Regions from separate parts of the Mus musculus genome. Here regions 1, 3, 4 and 5 are each linked to region 2. Evidence: chromatin contacts called from public Hi-C and promoter capture Hi-C data. All regions are on one chromosome and are shown on one strand. Each heading gives the region's core, a stretch centred on a gene start, on an enhancer-like site or on the middle of the called end of the contact. The rest is flanking DNA. Distances are from core to core; before and after follow the strand shown.

Region 1 (2,984 bases), core at 485-2,984, 580 kb before region 2:
CTTCGCAGGAGTTCCCACTAAAAGGCTGAACCTATCTACTTCTAAGGAACTTGCTTGGCCAGGGATGGGCTTCCCCTTTTCTTTATAAAGCATGTTTGCTGACATTAAAATTGAACCTTGAACAGAAAGCTTGTCTTGGTTCCTTCCTTATCTCAGCGCAGCCCAGCCCTTCTTCTCTTCCAGGTTTCCAAAATGCCTTTCCAGACTAGAACCCAGGTCTGTGATCTGCTGGCCGGACACAACACTCCAGGACCCAAAGACTAACTAACAAAACCCTCAATACCAGACATAAGAATCCCTTTTTTGAGTTTTTATCTTGGGCTGTCCAAGAGACTCCCAAGACATACAGCCTCTTGCTATTGCCCTTTGTTATGCCCTAACAGTGAAAGGTAAGTCTCTATTGCTGAAGACACCATACACTTCAGAAACAAGGTCAAGAGATCCCTGAAATGGAACTGATCTGAATGTCCCCTCTCTGGGGACTTAAATGTTACTAGAAGACATTGTGCAAGCTTCCAAAAAAAGGGGAAAGGCAACCAATAGTCCTACCCAGCTCTGATGCCCATGAATGCATCAATGACCAACATGATACAGTAACCCTAAGGGTGTAATAGTGGGACATATTGTTTGAAAGTAACCAGAAACTCTCTAATTGTATTTAAGGCCCATTCAACCATGTCTGTTGCTATAAACCTAGCTAACTAACTACTCAATGCTAGTGAAGTTCCAGTTATTAGAGAATCTACAACTACTAATTTACTAAGCCAGCATAATCTCTAACAACATTCTATAAATATTTATCGTCATACTCACATAGTCTTGAACCCCTCATCAGAAAACACACACACACAAAACAAAAAACAACAACAGAAAAACCCCAACTTCTCTTTGTAACAGAGGCCACCGCAGAAAACTACAACCAATCAAAATGCAGAGTTATGGGTCCCAGTTCTGATGTCTACATCTAAGAAACACTCCTGCACCTGAGAAGAAACTACAGAGGAGGTGGCAGAACGATTGTAGGATCCAAGGGTCCAAGGAATTTACTGTGAAATTGTGTCACCTAGCAACATCAGAAACTGTATCAGAAAAGTCTCACCAACATGACCTCCCAAACATGACCCAAACAAGAACACTGATGAACATACAAAACTAGACAGTGGAATCCCACGAGGCTTTGATTCTACACAAAGAACTATAGGCAACTGAGGAAAGCTGGTAGTAAGAGCTGTGGTATTTCCCATGGAAGATCCACAGCAATTGGTTTCCTAGCGCCAAATTATCAGCCCTGAAAACATACATAAAAGTAACATTATATGGACTGAACAGGTTGTATTTAGGAATAGATGCATGTGATAACAATTAATTTAAAAAAGGAGACTATATTTGAAAGAGAACAAGAAGGGCTGTATGGGAAGATTTGGAGAGAGGAAAAGGAATGGGAAAATGTAATTAAATTGTAATCTCAAAAATAATAAATAGAACACAGAGGAGCACACACTAAAGAACCTGATGACCAGCTTTACCCACAATGCCCCACCCAAGTGCTCAGTAGCCCACTGACCTGCAATAGCAGAGAAAGACTCTGTGGTGGTACTTGGATCTCTACTGTACTAGTTTCTCCCAAGATGAGAGTTGATCATATTATCCTAAAGCTGGCCAGTACTTGCTCCATCAAAAAAGCTTCTGAAGTCTACCCACGCAAGTGATCCTTGCATTCCACCCACACAAGTTTCTGGTTAAGCAGTTGAGTATGACGGACAGGGAGACAGTCTCCTCTGTCCCGGTGAATGATTAACAGACTAGAGCAGCAGTGTTTATTTAATCTCCTTCTCTCCCAGCCCTCATTCTTCATCATGTGTTGGAATTATTTATTTTCTTCTCTGCCAACCATTTCCCCTAAGTTAGAAGGGGACTTGGAATTTGATGCCAGAATTTTCTGTCTTTTCATAATCATAAGAGTTATGCATCACAAAATCCAACCAGCCTAGGAACCTTGAGTTGGAGTTCAGACCCACTCTGACTAAAATGATTCTCTTCCCAGGACTGCAGACCCACTCAGGGACGTTGGATCTGAGGATCTTACTCTTCACTGGTCTCCAGGCATCACCAGGAGCTACAATAGACACAGTATGTGTGTTGTTTATTGAGTTCCTGCTGTGTGCTGACCTGACTGGAACATACTCAGAGCTCCACAGATATTAGCAACTACCACTACCAGGCACCAAAGGATCTCCAGAAGTCAGTCTGACACTCGTCAATATTCAGAAAAATGTAATGAAGAGGCTAATTTATGTGTTTGCGATCACATAAATATACAGATAAAGTCAAGTCCTGAAATGGACCCTTAGTCTGTTAATAATAAGTTTAAAGATTTGTGTGCCCCAAGGATTGCTCTTGGAAAGCACTTCTGGACCAGTGAGATGGCTCTGTGGGTAAATGTGCATGTCATGAAGCCTAAAGACCTGAGTTTTATCCCCAGATTGAACCAATTCGTATATGTTGTCCTCTGACTACCACAAGCATGCCATGCCCCAAATGCCCCTCATATAAATAAATAATTGTAACTCTAAGTAGTAAAAATTAGTTCTTACCAGATGTAGTGTATAATCTTGTAACTGTAGCACTTGGGAGGCTGAGGCAGGAGGATTATGATTTCAAGATTAACCTGGGCTACATAGTAAGATCCTATCTCAGAAACCAAAGGCTGGAAATGCTGTTGGGTGGTAGAGCACTTGTCTGATATGTCCAAAATCCTTGGGTTGGATCAACATAGGGAAAAAAAATTTTTTTGACATCATAATTTATGCTCTGTAATAAACACTAATGGCCTCACAAATTGAGCTCCTCCGTGAAGTTTGACCAAGTTATAAGATTTGGGGTGCACCTTCACTGATAAGCAGAAATTACTGAGAGGAAAATGAGGAGGATATTAGAGGTAAAGAAAGCACAGCCACGTCACAAAGGTAAGAGACTGATTTAAT
Region 2 (2,905 bases), core at 392-2,891:
ACAGGACTCTACATGCCCAGCCTTCTCCTTAACAGGCACCTGTATGGGGGATGCTCATGGTAGGAAGAATAGTCCCCCTTTTTCCTTTCACATATTCTGGAGCGGCTGAGGGGGAGCTGTTATGGGCTAGAGTGAGGGTAGTAGTGCTAGCTGCTGCTGTCCAGTGTTGCAGTCTGAAGGAGGCAACAGAGGATGGCCCTTTACCAAAAGATGTGACTGTAATCCATGTCCACAGATGATTGCCGGAAGCTGTCATTGCACTGCGTGCTTCATATGTTCAAAGGAGCTACGTAAACACACGGGTATGAGTATCCTCTGGCAACAGCAGATCCCTGGGTTGGTGGGGAGGAGACTTATACAGGGATACAGACTCACCATTGGCGAGAGGTAATGATAAGCCCTAAAAAGAGCGCAGACTTGCTCAGAAACTCTCTATACTGGTGCCCAGTGTTACAGTAAGATTGGGAGAAGCCAGCAGGCCAGTGGGGATGCCTTGTGGAAGGAAGGAACTGGCGGGGAGCTTAGTGATTTTAGGGCTGGAAGGCGGGTGCAGGGGGACAGGAGGAGGAAGAGGAGGCCACGAGGCACAGTCACACACTGGAGCAGAGTATAGAGCGTTGAGCCAGGTGTGGAGGGCTGAGGAGGCCTCAGGTGCAGGTGACCTTGGCATCTTTCAGCCTCACAGCCTGCTTCCATTCAAAGCCTAACCAGGCTTCCCATGCCAACAGCTCCCTAGGAGGAAGAGCCTGAGAGAACCTGAGGTGACCACCGAGTCATCTCCCCATTAACCCTAATAAGTGTCAAATACTCACTTCGTTGTCAATATCACTACCTCATTTTTAAAACTCACAACTAAAGGAAGAAGAGGGTGTGCGTAAGACACAATGACCTTGTGGAGAGCCATCAGTCCCAACCTACAAACAAGCTTGTTTACGCGCACGGGGGAGAAGGCTCAAACCCGTCTGAGGATACGTAACTGTACACATACAACTACCTCTGGTCAGTGGGCAGCCATTAAAGGATGCCAGGCAGTGACAGCAGCTGTCTCCAAAGGTAACCTGCCTAAAAGTTCGGACTGGCCACAAAAGGCAATGGCCTCCTCTCCCGGGCTCAGAGCCCTTCACCTCGCGCACCTTCCCCGCCCTCACTCACTAGCGCAGCGCAGCGCCTGCCGCAGCACCTCTCGTCCGCACAGGTCACACCAGCCCGGACCGCCCCGCAGCGCCAGTTCCACGAAACGGTGCCCCTCGCCTCTCTCGGCCAAGACGCGGGGATCCTGCGGCTGCTCGAAGATGCTCCTCACGTCGCGGGGTCGGTGTGACCCAGGTCGCAGCCGCAGTCTCGGCTGCAGACCGGGCCGGACAGGGCGAGCGTGTCGGCAGTCTCGGGGCGTGGGTTCGGGGTCCCTCCGGCCACTCCTCCTGCCACCGCGATCCTCTGACGCCCCGGCCGCGGGGATCAGGGCCGTGGGGATGCAGCGGCGCGGCCGGGCGGGAGGTGGCGGCTCGGTGCCACCCAGACTCTGCAGATACCGCGGCGGCTCGGGATCTAGGAGCAGCGGGTAGGGACGTTGCCCGATGGCCGGGGAAGCCATGGCCAAGGCCCGCAGGCGGCGGCAGCTACCGAGCCTGGCCAACAGAAGGGGCGGCTCCGGTCGAGCGCGCTTTTAAAGGGCCCGCAGCCCGCGGGCGGGGCGGGGCGGGGCGGAGCCCACCGAGAGGCCGGAAGGGCAACACGCGTGACTGCGGGTCGGAGCCGCGTGGATTTAGGAGTGACTCGGCGACTAGGCGGTGGTGAAGGTCCGAGCACCCGAGAGGCTTCGCGAGCTCGGTAGGCGCCGGCTCCTGCGCCTGTCTTCAGCTCTGCCCCGTCCCCTCTGGGCGTCTCCCAGGGCGCCCTAACACCGGCGGGGCGGGGAGCAGGTGGGAAGGCAGGGCTTTGGCAACCTGGTGTGGCCCCGGGACAGGAGCTAGCCCGCCGCTGTCAGTAAGGCGGCCCGCGGATTCTCCGAGCTGCCCGTGGGAAGCTGGCTACATCAGCTCTCTCCCTTCTCACCTCTGCTACATAGACTGCCCCTCCCCGAAGACTGGGATTAGAGTGACTGGTGATCCTTGGTGATCCGGTGATCATGAGAGACCTCTCTGTGCCCCATGGGTGGACAGGAACTTTCCTCCCGAATTACGCCCCTCCCCCCTTAGTTGCTGGAGTAATCACTGCGGAAATGAATGCCAATCCCTTACACACCTCCTTTGGTATGGAAGGTCCACCTGAGCAGGGGCGCAGGGTGGAGAAGTCCGCATCCTACCAGCACCAAGGGGTGCGCCATAGGTTCCTGTCTGGCTTAAGGTTATGTCGCCACCATCTTGAAAATCCTAATTCTTAACCCGGCCTATTCTTTTTGCACTGGGTCTTGAAAATTATGTAATGGTAATAACTAGTGGGCCTGTCCACAGTGCCGTCTCAAGGGATAGAGAACAGGTGGGACTGTGGATTTTCGAACCTGTGCCCGGTCGGTCGGTCGTAGGCTAGCAAGGGTCCTGGGCCCTCTACAGGCTGGTTTTGTAGCTGCAGGCGCCTTTGCTCTTTCCAGTTCTGCGGTTCTGACTTAGGCCTAGCTCACATTCCCGCCTCCCCCTGCCCCCCTTAAATTACAGGTTTGATTGATTTAGTGGCAGCCACCAGCAAGCAACTATGGGAATAGAGTCACTGCACCAAATTCAAAAATTCTGTATTTTGGGTCTCAACAAACCACTGGTAGAAATATTGGGGGAGGGGCATGTCTATAGTGAACATGTACACACTCTTTCTCCTTACTTATTAAATAATACTGGATAGCAATGATTCATATACACTTTCACAGTACCGGTGTTTAATATAGGCGGGGTTAAAATGCATAGGTTCTCTC
Region 3 (2,700 bases), core at 51-2,550, 770 kb before region 2:
ACAGCTGCTCTGATGGAGGCTGTTAATGATGCTTGCATCATGAGTGACCTCATTTCTTGGGTCTAGCAGCAGAGAGGATCCCACTGGTACTTTTCACCTTAATATACTTCCTTCTCAGCAGCACCGTGTGTTTCTGAGTCTAGCTCACTGTCTGTGCCTTTCTAGCCTATTTTATTGCCTCCTATTTGTCTCCATAAATTCCAAACAAAATGCTTGACTTCTCTGTCCCTCAATCTGTCCCTGTTAGACCTAGTGGAGAAACCCCCACACAATTCCCGATTCAGCGTGCACCCAAAAAATCACAAAGGACCATCTCCTAATGTAATTACATGAGGACGTTTAATGACGGAGCTCTGGACCGACATGCATCCCACACAGGAGATAACGGATGTCGGCCACGAGGCTCAAAAGCTAGGGGTTTTTATGGGGTAAGGGGCTTAGGGGTGTGGAATTCAGCATAGCGACACACTATTGGCTTATTCAAACATTAACAGAAAGATTACAGGGCATCAGGACTTTGTTCCTGTGGGCTGGGGGCTTATCTTTGTTCACATAGCAACCAGTTGATGTATGACTTTACCTGGCGTCAAGGGGCAATAGACAGAGGGGAGGTTCCGGCCAGGTGGTGTTGACCCAGACAAGATAGCCCTGCTTGTACAATCAAGCTGTTCTTAGGAATGTCTTAACAACAGCCCTGTCTGTTCTGCTTTGTTCTCGGCCCCAGGCCGGGGCTCATAGACAACTTTTTTTGCATGAATCACAAGATATAAAATCTCATTTTCTTTTATCCCCTTATCCCAACATCTGTTACTCTGATGATATCCAGTCTTATACATTCATATGACATCAAATACTATGAATTCTCAAATCATATATTTAGTCTGCATCACTTTCCTGAATATATAAGACCTGGTTGCTTAGTTGGCAACTTGAGTAGGAGAGATAAAAGATGTTTTAATGCTAGAAAGAGAGAAAAAAAAAAAAACAAAAAAAAAAACCAGAGGTCCAATTTCTTCCTACACCAGTTTCCCGTTTAGTGAATGGCATTCCATCCTCCACTTAGGATGGTTTAGGTCCAGCTCCCAAGGGTCATCTTTTTTACCTCACTTTGTCTCATAATCCACCTAGAAATTTAACAAATATTATACTCTCCTCTCTACCTTCAAATTACAGCTCAAAGTAGACAGGATTCCCCTTTCACAATCTTATGCAAGCAGCCTTCCTTCCTTCCTTTCTAGCCACTGAGAAGGGGAGGTGTCTGCCACTCCCCTTACTCTCACATTCCTGAGGGCAGGTTACTTGGCAGCTGCATATGTGTCCTGGCTTCCTTGCTTTCAGGAAACTCACACACAGTCGCTGACCAGGCCCCATGGTCTCCTTCTCCCTTTCTTTTCTGCCCTCATCTCCCCAGACTCCCCCACCCAGTGTTAACTGGTTTCCTTGTCCTGGCTTTTGAGCTCACAGAACAGAATCCCAAACAGATCAAAGTCCCACTCAGAGTCCGTGACTACTGTTTCATACAGATGTCTCCATGCTTTCTATACATCCCTGAAGACCTTCTTCTTAAATACTTAAGGAAGGCCCTTTTATGCCATTGTGTTTGATATAGAAATGTACCCCACAATTACAGGTCTAGTACCTCCCTTTATATTCATTCCTTCAATGCTTACCACAACTCATAGCTTTTAATAATTTGTTAATTGTGCGTATTCCCACAATTGAGTGTGAACTTCATACACAGAAAGGTTTTTTTTTTTTTTTGTCTTTTGTATTAAATGCAAAACCCCAGACTCCTAGATCAGTGCCCTGTATATAGTATATACTCAATAAATGTTGCTGAATAACTGAATTCATGCACAGATTTTATAACCATAAAACTCCCATTCAAACAACATGCTTATGAATCCTCTTAAAATATTGAAGATTTGGCAACACTGGGCGTATCCTCCCCAGCTAACAGGTACCGGAGAGGGGCTTAGGAGCCATTTCCTTCTAATGCTCACCACCACTTCCTGTTATTCTCACCCAGGTTGACTGAGCGTGACCCGACTCTCCAGTGACACCCAGTCTGGGTCTGTTTGTATCAATGGGAAACAACACCTACTCCTTTCCCCAAAGGTAGTTTTCAAAAAAACAGGAATTGTTTTACTTTATAAAATCGCTTTATTATAACGATCTAAAAAAAAAAAATCAATAAACACACCTAGATTAAGGAAGCCACTCAAGCAAACACTTGCCCAGTCCCAAGTTCTGTCATCTCTAGGAACTTCTCTGCAGTTAGAATTGCCATTCTGAAGTGTCACTAATAGTTACATTTTAATGCACTTGTCCATGTGAAAAAGGAAAAAAGAATTTAAAAAAAATTAAAAAAAAAATACTAAGACACAATTGAAACCAGAAAGACAATGAATGTATATCCTCTTGTGACTCATGGGTCTTTTGCCCGCATTCCTTCCCTTCTTTTGCCTAATTCTCATTCCCTTTCCTAAATGTAATTCCATGTATACACACAGATGTTTGCATATATGAATATGTATATGTTTGTTCCAGTTTTTTTTTTCTTCTGAGTTTGGGTGCCCTTGCTTATCATTATTCTAAGTCCATCCATTTTTCTGCAAAAACTTCCCATTCCTTACAGCTCAGTAATATTCTGTTTTGTATATATACTACATTTTTGTTATCCACTTGTTGATGGACATT
Region 4 (2,700 bases), core at 35-2,534, 510 kb before region 2:
CGGAGCATCTACCACCAGGACCTCCCAGCACGGTGTGCCATTGAACTGAAACCCAAACAAGTCCTTCCTCCTTTACATTGCTTTCACCAGAGCATCCAGTCACAGAATCGGGAACAGTAACTGTGAAGCAAGCTGGGAGTGGACAATCTGGATTAAAATATCTGCTCTACTACTACTTGGGAAATATCAGGCATGTCATTTAACCTCCTGGTGAGGTGTGGGCTGTAAGAATTGGGCAATGCTTCTAAGTTGGAGCAAAAGTTAAATAAGACATAGAAATGCTTAAGGTAATAGCCAGCATACAGCAGGGGCTTAAACTGAGTGGTTCGTGCATGAGGTATTTTGGTTTGGTTTTTCTAATTTTTCTTTTCTTTTTGCTGCTGGCAAGTGATACACCTTTAAAAGTTGAAGGTTACTGGGGATGGCCTATATTCAGCCTATATTCAGGGAAATAGCAGAACTGCTGTCTGGCAAGTGGCCTCTGTACCTGGAGGTGATTTCTTCCAGGAAGCAGGAGGCTCCCTGACCTACTCTTTTCCATAAGCATGCCAGACATTTCCCCTCAAAAGAAGTACTTGCTAGACTGGTTGGCAGCTGACTTTATTTTTGTTTAATATCTATTGCCACCTTCTCGAAGCAGCCAAAAGGGACCAGAGACCCAAATGACAGAGTTCAAGTGCTATATCTCCTTTTTGGCTGATCAAGCTTTTTTTTTTTTTTTTAAATCCGGAAAATACCTCCTATAGGAGAGAGAGAGAGAGAGAGAGAGAGAGAGAGAGAGAGAGAGAGATTAGTTTTATTTCCCCAGAAACAAAAAAGCCAGGACAGTTGTCAGCAAGCTCTGGGGACTGGGTGACTCAGCTACATCCCTAACCTTGAGACCCTTGAAACCTCTTCTGGATATGAAACTGTCAATGACTGAGCAGTTAGAAAAGCTGGTTACAAAATTAGGCACCAGAATGGCAGGCAGTCTGGAGAATACTTTCAGCTTCAAGTGGAGGAAGGCTTGTCTAAACAACAAATCCGGTTCTCAGTGGGCCCATAGAGCGCAGCAGACTGATGCGTTCCTTTCAAGACGGAAAGTCGAGTCCCATTGATCTGCCTCCACCCTGCCAAACTCTCTTTACTCTCCTTCCACTCAGCTCAAACCAGCTCCAGCCTTCTACCACGCCTACCCTTTCTTTGTAGCAGTTCATTGGCTCTCTAAGTAAAGAGGGGGTGGGGTGGGGAGGCGGGGGCAGGAGGTGATTGACCAAGACAGAGAAGCACCTCCTGGCTGATTCCCCTCCTGAGTCCTCCCTGACTGAACAGCTGGAATGAGGAGTAGGGAGGGAAGCTAGGATTGGCTTAGAGTCAGTAGCAGGGTGTGTCCATGCAGCGCGGGTGAAGCTTTTACCTGTCTAGGTAAGTCAGGAGGAGGTCAAAGGAAGAAACCAGTAGGAGACACGGCCTGAGAGGCAAGCGGTCTCCATCTCTGCCCTCTGGAATAGAAGGGCATTACGTTCTTGTCTTCAGACCCCAACCCAGAGAAGGTGAGTCAATCACTAACCAACTATTGCTTATTCTGCAGCAAGGGAAAAGCTTTTAAGGGAAGGCAAAGCTATATATAGGGCTGTGCTGGGGAGTGCTGTAAGAGTGTCTGACCCTTTACACCGGACCTGGGGTTTTCAATCTCTGTTGATCAAATCTCTCCGTTAGCCTGAGATTTTCCAGAATTGGAATATTTTTATGGAGGACCGGGGGACATCTCTTCCGTTTCTTTATTTAACTTACATAATCATATTGAACAAACAGAAGCCAGACCCAGGCATGGTGGTATCCACCCATAATCATAGTACTCTGAAGATGGAGGATGGAAAGTTTGAAGCCAGGCTGCTGGGAAATACAGCAAGTTCCAGGCTAGCCTATCCTACCTGGAAAGACCTGACTCAAAAAAAAAAAAAAAAAAAAAAAAAAAACCAACAACAAAATCCACCTTTTCCTAGAATTTGGAAATTTCCATCTCTAGAGCACTAAGATGAAGTAGTGATTTTGAAAGGGATGGAGTGACTGGATAATTGGAGCACAGGGAGTCAAATGGAGGGGAGGGTCATGTGAGTGAGCCAGGTACCTTAGTTTTCCATTCCATTTGTAAAAGGAAATTCTCCATGGCTCAGTGTCTATCTTTATTTAAATAAGGGGTGCAGTGTGTGTGTTAGTTGATAATGGCGCACTCTGTGCAGATATGTAAAGTCTGAACCGAGCTAGATTATTTGCAAGGAGAATTGAGGCTTGGAAATATGGAGGAAACTCCAACTCCAGCTAGCATTTTATCTTTGGAAAACCCACAAATATTCTAACTCCGATCAAATTTACTCAGGGTCTACTAGCTAGTTAAATCTCTGATTTTACCTGTTGATCGATGTAGACCAAAAAAAAAAAAAAAGTTACTTGGCCATGCTGGGCCTCACCCACATTTTATTTCATCTCAACATACCAAACCTAGCCAGACTTCCAACTGGGGCTCAGGTCAGAGTGATGCGGCAGAGTCCATAGGAGTAGAGGCTTGGGTGGGGCTTATGCTTCGTGTTTCTTCAGATGTCCCTGTGGACACAAAGTGTAGCTGGAGCATCTGTCTAAAGAAGCTGCCACGGAAGTGCAGTCAGGGGAGCAATAAGCTCGCTCCCATCAGCACGGAGGTCAGCACACAGCAGCGAACTT
Region 5 (2,700 bases), core at 180-2,679, 550 kb after region 2:
ATATACATGAATAAAGTGTACTAATGAAACCTGTCTAGAGGGACAGTACTGTGTTTCGTTTTCTCTGTCAATTAAAGAATTAAAAGGAAGATCTATTTTCAGAGTTCTAGTAGGACCATCATATTACACCCGAAAAATCAGAGCCCCTCTTGGGGTTCTTGGTGTCGTTAATAAAAGAATTTGAGAACCATCACAAATGGAAGCTTGAGGACAAAGAATACACTCTAACAGAAACTGGGGGACAGTTTGTTGGACTTTAAAAGGAAAACCCCCAGGGCAGGCAGGCTTAACCCTCAAAGCTTTGGGGAAGGGACCTGTAGCACTGGATTAGTTCTTTTTTTTTAATTGGTTATCTTATTTATTTACATTTTCAAATTTCAAATGTTGCCCCTCCCCTTGCCTGGTCTCCCCTCCCATTGATGCCAGACAAGGTCATCCTCTGCTACATGGGACCTCTGGACCCCTCCATGGCTCTTTAGTTGGTGGTTTAGTCTCTGGGAGCTAAGGGGGGTGGGGTCCAGTTAGTTGATACTGTTGTTCTTCCTATAGGGTTGCGATCCCCTTCAGCTCTTTCAGTCCTTCCCCTAACTCTTCTACTGGGACCCCTGTGCTCAGTCCAATGGTTGACTTTGAGTATCTGCATCTGTATTATTAGTCAGGCATTAGCAGAACCTCTCAGGGGACAGCTATACCAGGTTCCTGTCAGCAAGCGCTTCTTGGCATCAGCAATAGTATCCAGTTTAGTGTCTGCAGATGGGATGGATCCCTAGGTAGGGCAGTCTCTGGATGGCCTTTCCTTCAGTCTCTGCTCCGTTTTTTGTCCCTGTATTTCCTTTAGACAGGAACAATTCTGGATTAAAATTTTTGAGATGGGTGAGTGGCCCCAACCCTCAATTGGGGGCCACGCCTATCTACTGGAGGTGTTCTCTACAGGTTCTATCTCCCTTTTGTTGGATATTTCGGCTAATGTCATATCCATTGGGTCCTGGGAACCTCTCGCTTCCCTGGTGTCTGGGACTTTCTAATGGCTACCTCCAGTTCCCCCACCACCACCACTGCTACATATTTCTATTCATTTTCCCAAGGACACAAGGTCACATCTTGGCATGCTAAGAAAAGGTTCAAAACAGGAGCAAACTCGTCGGGGCTGGTTTGTCAAAGCACTACCTATCAACAGACACACTGTTGCAGTTTATGATGAAATTAAAGCTATAACACACACACACACACACACACACACACACACACACACACCTTTGCTCTCATGTAGTAAATGCCAGAACAAGAGCAGGCTAGTCCTGACCCTTGTCTAGAGGGCAGCAACTCAAGGGCGGGTCGCTCGATTGATTGGTTGGTTGCTGTCCAGGTCAATCAATGATTGGTCAGCAGCGAGTCATGCTTTAGGCTATTAGGTCCAAACTCTAGCCCGACTGGTGGCTTTTGGGGAGAGACATGGCTGAGCTACTTGCTAGCTTGCCCGCCTGGGCAGCTGTGCTCCTTCTCTTTTTCGCTACGGTCTCCGGATCCACTGGCCCTAGAAGCAGGGAAAATCGGGGGGCGTCCCGGATCCCTTCCCAGTTCAGCGAGGAGGAGCGTGTCGCTATAAAAGAGGCGCTGAAAGGTGAACCTCCGCCCCCTTGTTCTCAGATCTGAGTCCCTCAGTCCCAGAGGGCCTACCTCCCTCTGCTGAGGGACGCGGGCGGGCCCAGCCAGCGTTCTGCAAGCTTTCGGGACACTGTGCACTGGTCTAGCACTTGCGTCGGTAATCCCTTGCCTAGCCTAGAGGCTCCAGCTTCTCTCCTCTCAGCACTGTTGGCATCCACCCTACCCCTGTCTGCCTCCAAAAAGTATTTGTAGCACTTTCAACTCTAAATCTTTTAACCTTTTCAATCTCTGCGGTGCCTTAAAACAAAACTGTTTGGCTTCGTTAAATGATCTTCCCCAGGACTCCCTCAAGGACAAAGCTCTGGATAACATTGTAGAGTCAGTAGGACTCGCTGGCTCTGAAGAGAATGAATTATTCCTGGGGTGTATGTAATATGTAAGTAGTTCTCCCCTAAAACGGACTTAACAAGGCAACTAACTCATTGGACTTTCAGGAGAAAAGAGCATTTGTGCAGGCTGGTGGGACGGACGCCTTGTCAACTTCTCTTTTCTGTTCATTAAGTAGTGGATTCATTAAAAAAAAAAACTGCCTACACAAACATATGCAAGTCAACACAGTGATCAAATGCTAACCCTTAGTGGAAGATGGATTGTGCACATAGTGAAGTGAGATGCCTGGGAATAGTTTTCCCAGAGCATTGGGCAAATAGTCCTCTGCAAGCTGGTTGGTTGCCATCATCTGTCTATTTTTCTTCTTCTCTTTCTCTTTCTTTCCTTCTTGTTCTTTCTTCTACTACTTCTTTTTCTTCTTTTTTTTTCCTCCTCCTCCTCCGCCGCCTCTTCCTCCTCCTCCGCTTTTCTTCATCTTCTTCATCTTCTTCTCCCTGTCTCCCTCCCTCCCTCCTCCAAAGTTCTGGGATTACAGCTGTGCACCACCACATTCAGCTATGGTTTCAGACTTTTATCAGAAACACTCAACCTCTATCAACCTTAATCGTCTGTCTCTGACCACTGAATCCCAACAGGTGCCATCCAGATTCCCACAGTGTCTTTCAGCCACGAGGAATCCAACACCACAGCCCTTGCTGAGTTTGG

The links. Promoter capture Hi-C pulls out the DNA fragments that hold promoters and counts their contacts. A called contact is a pair of places that touch in the nucleus more often than the background predicts.
Region 1: a contact with region 2 is called in a promoter capture Hi-C map of pre-B cells, with 2.7 times the contacts expected there. The contact joins the promoter of C4bp here to the promoter of Rassf5 in region 2. A contact is called at or near these places in 2 of 39 promoter capture datasets (cranial neural crest and pre-B cells) and 1 of 115 datasets of contacts at active chromatin or transcription factors (pancreatic cancer cells).
Region 3: a contact with region 2 is called in a Hi-C map of B cells, with 7 read pairs. The contact joins the enhancer-like site here to the promoter of Rassf5 in region 2. A contact is called at or near these places in 2 of 39 promoter capture datasets (the C10 cell line and pre-B cells), 1 of 484 Hi-C or Micro-C datasets (B cells) and 1 of 115 datasets of contacts at active chromatin or transcription factors (large pre-B cells).
Region 4: a promoter capture Hi-C map of 3T3-L1-derived adipocytes shows a contact between it and region 2, with 2.5 times the contacts expected there. The contact joins the promoter of AA986860 here to the promoter of Rassf5 in region 2. A contact is called at or near these places in 13 of 39 promoter capture datasets (the 3T3-L1 cell line, 3T3-L1-derived adipocytes, the C10 cell line and 7 more), 5 of 484 Hi-C or Micro-C datasets (cerebellum and embryonic stem cells), 1 of 115 datasets of contacts at active chromatin or transcription factors (large pre-B cells) and 1 of 9 other capture datasets (adipose tissue).
Region 5: a contact with region 2 is called in a promoter capture Hi-C map of liver, with 2.6 times the contacts expected there. The contact joins the promoter of Pm20d1 here to the promoter of Rassf5 in region 2. A contact is called at or near these places in 3 of 39 promoter capture datasets (cranial neural crest, embryonic stem cells and liver).

What each region holds. Positions count from the first base shown.
Region 1 is chr1:130,659,884-130,662,867 of GRCm38.p6, forward strand. It overlaps C4bp (complement component 4 binding protein), which reads right to left and starts at 1,735. Exons shown (of 10, transcript NM_007576.3): 1 at 1,565-1,735.
Region 2 is chr1:131,243,537-131,246,441 of GRCm38.p6, forward strand. It overlaps Rassf5 (Ras association (RalGDS/AF-6) domain family member 5), which reads right to left and starts at 1,642. Exons shown (of 6, transcript NM_018750.4): 1 at 1,153-1,642. The coding sequence starts at 1,594. Gm28913 (a long non-coding RNA gene) reads left to right here and starts at 1,554. Exons shown (of 3, transcript XR_878525.3): 1 at 1,554-1,830.
Region 3 is chr1:130,473,136-130,475,835 of GRCm38.p6, forward strand. No RefSeq gene overlaps it. Among named protein-coding and RNA genes, the nearest start is that of Cd55, 12 kb to the left of the region's middle. Within about 2 kb of position 1,301, at least 80 of the 459 cell types and tissues checked have an H3K27ac peak or open chromatin away from gene starts, as enhancers often do. A contact at or near this core is called in B cells, where this site is marked.
Region 4 is chr1:130,730,692-130,733,391 of GRCm38.p6, forward strand. AA986860 (expressed sequence AA986860) reads left to right here and starts at 1,285. Exons shown (of 4, transcript NM_177604.3): 1 at 1,285-1,532.
Region 5 is chr1:131,795,966-131,798,665 of GRCm38.p6, forward strand. Pm20d1 (peptidase M20 domain containing 1) reads left to right here and starts at 1,430. Exons shown (of 13, transcript NM_178079.3): 1 at 1,430-1,621; 2 at 2,631-2,700. The coding sequence starts at 1,453.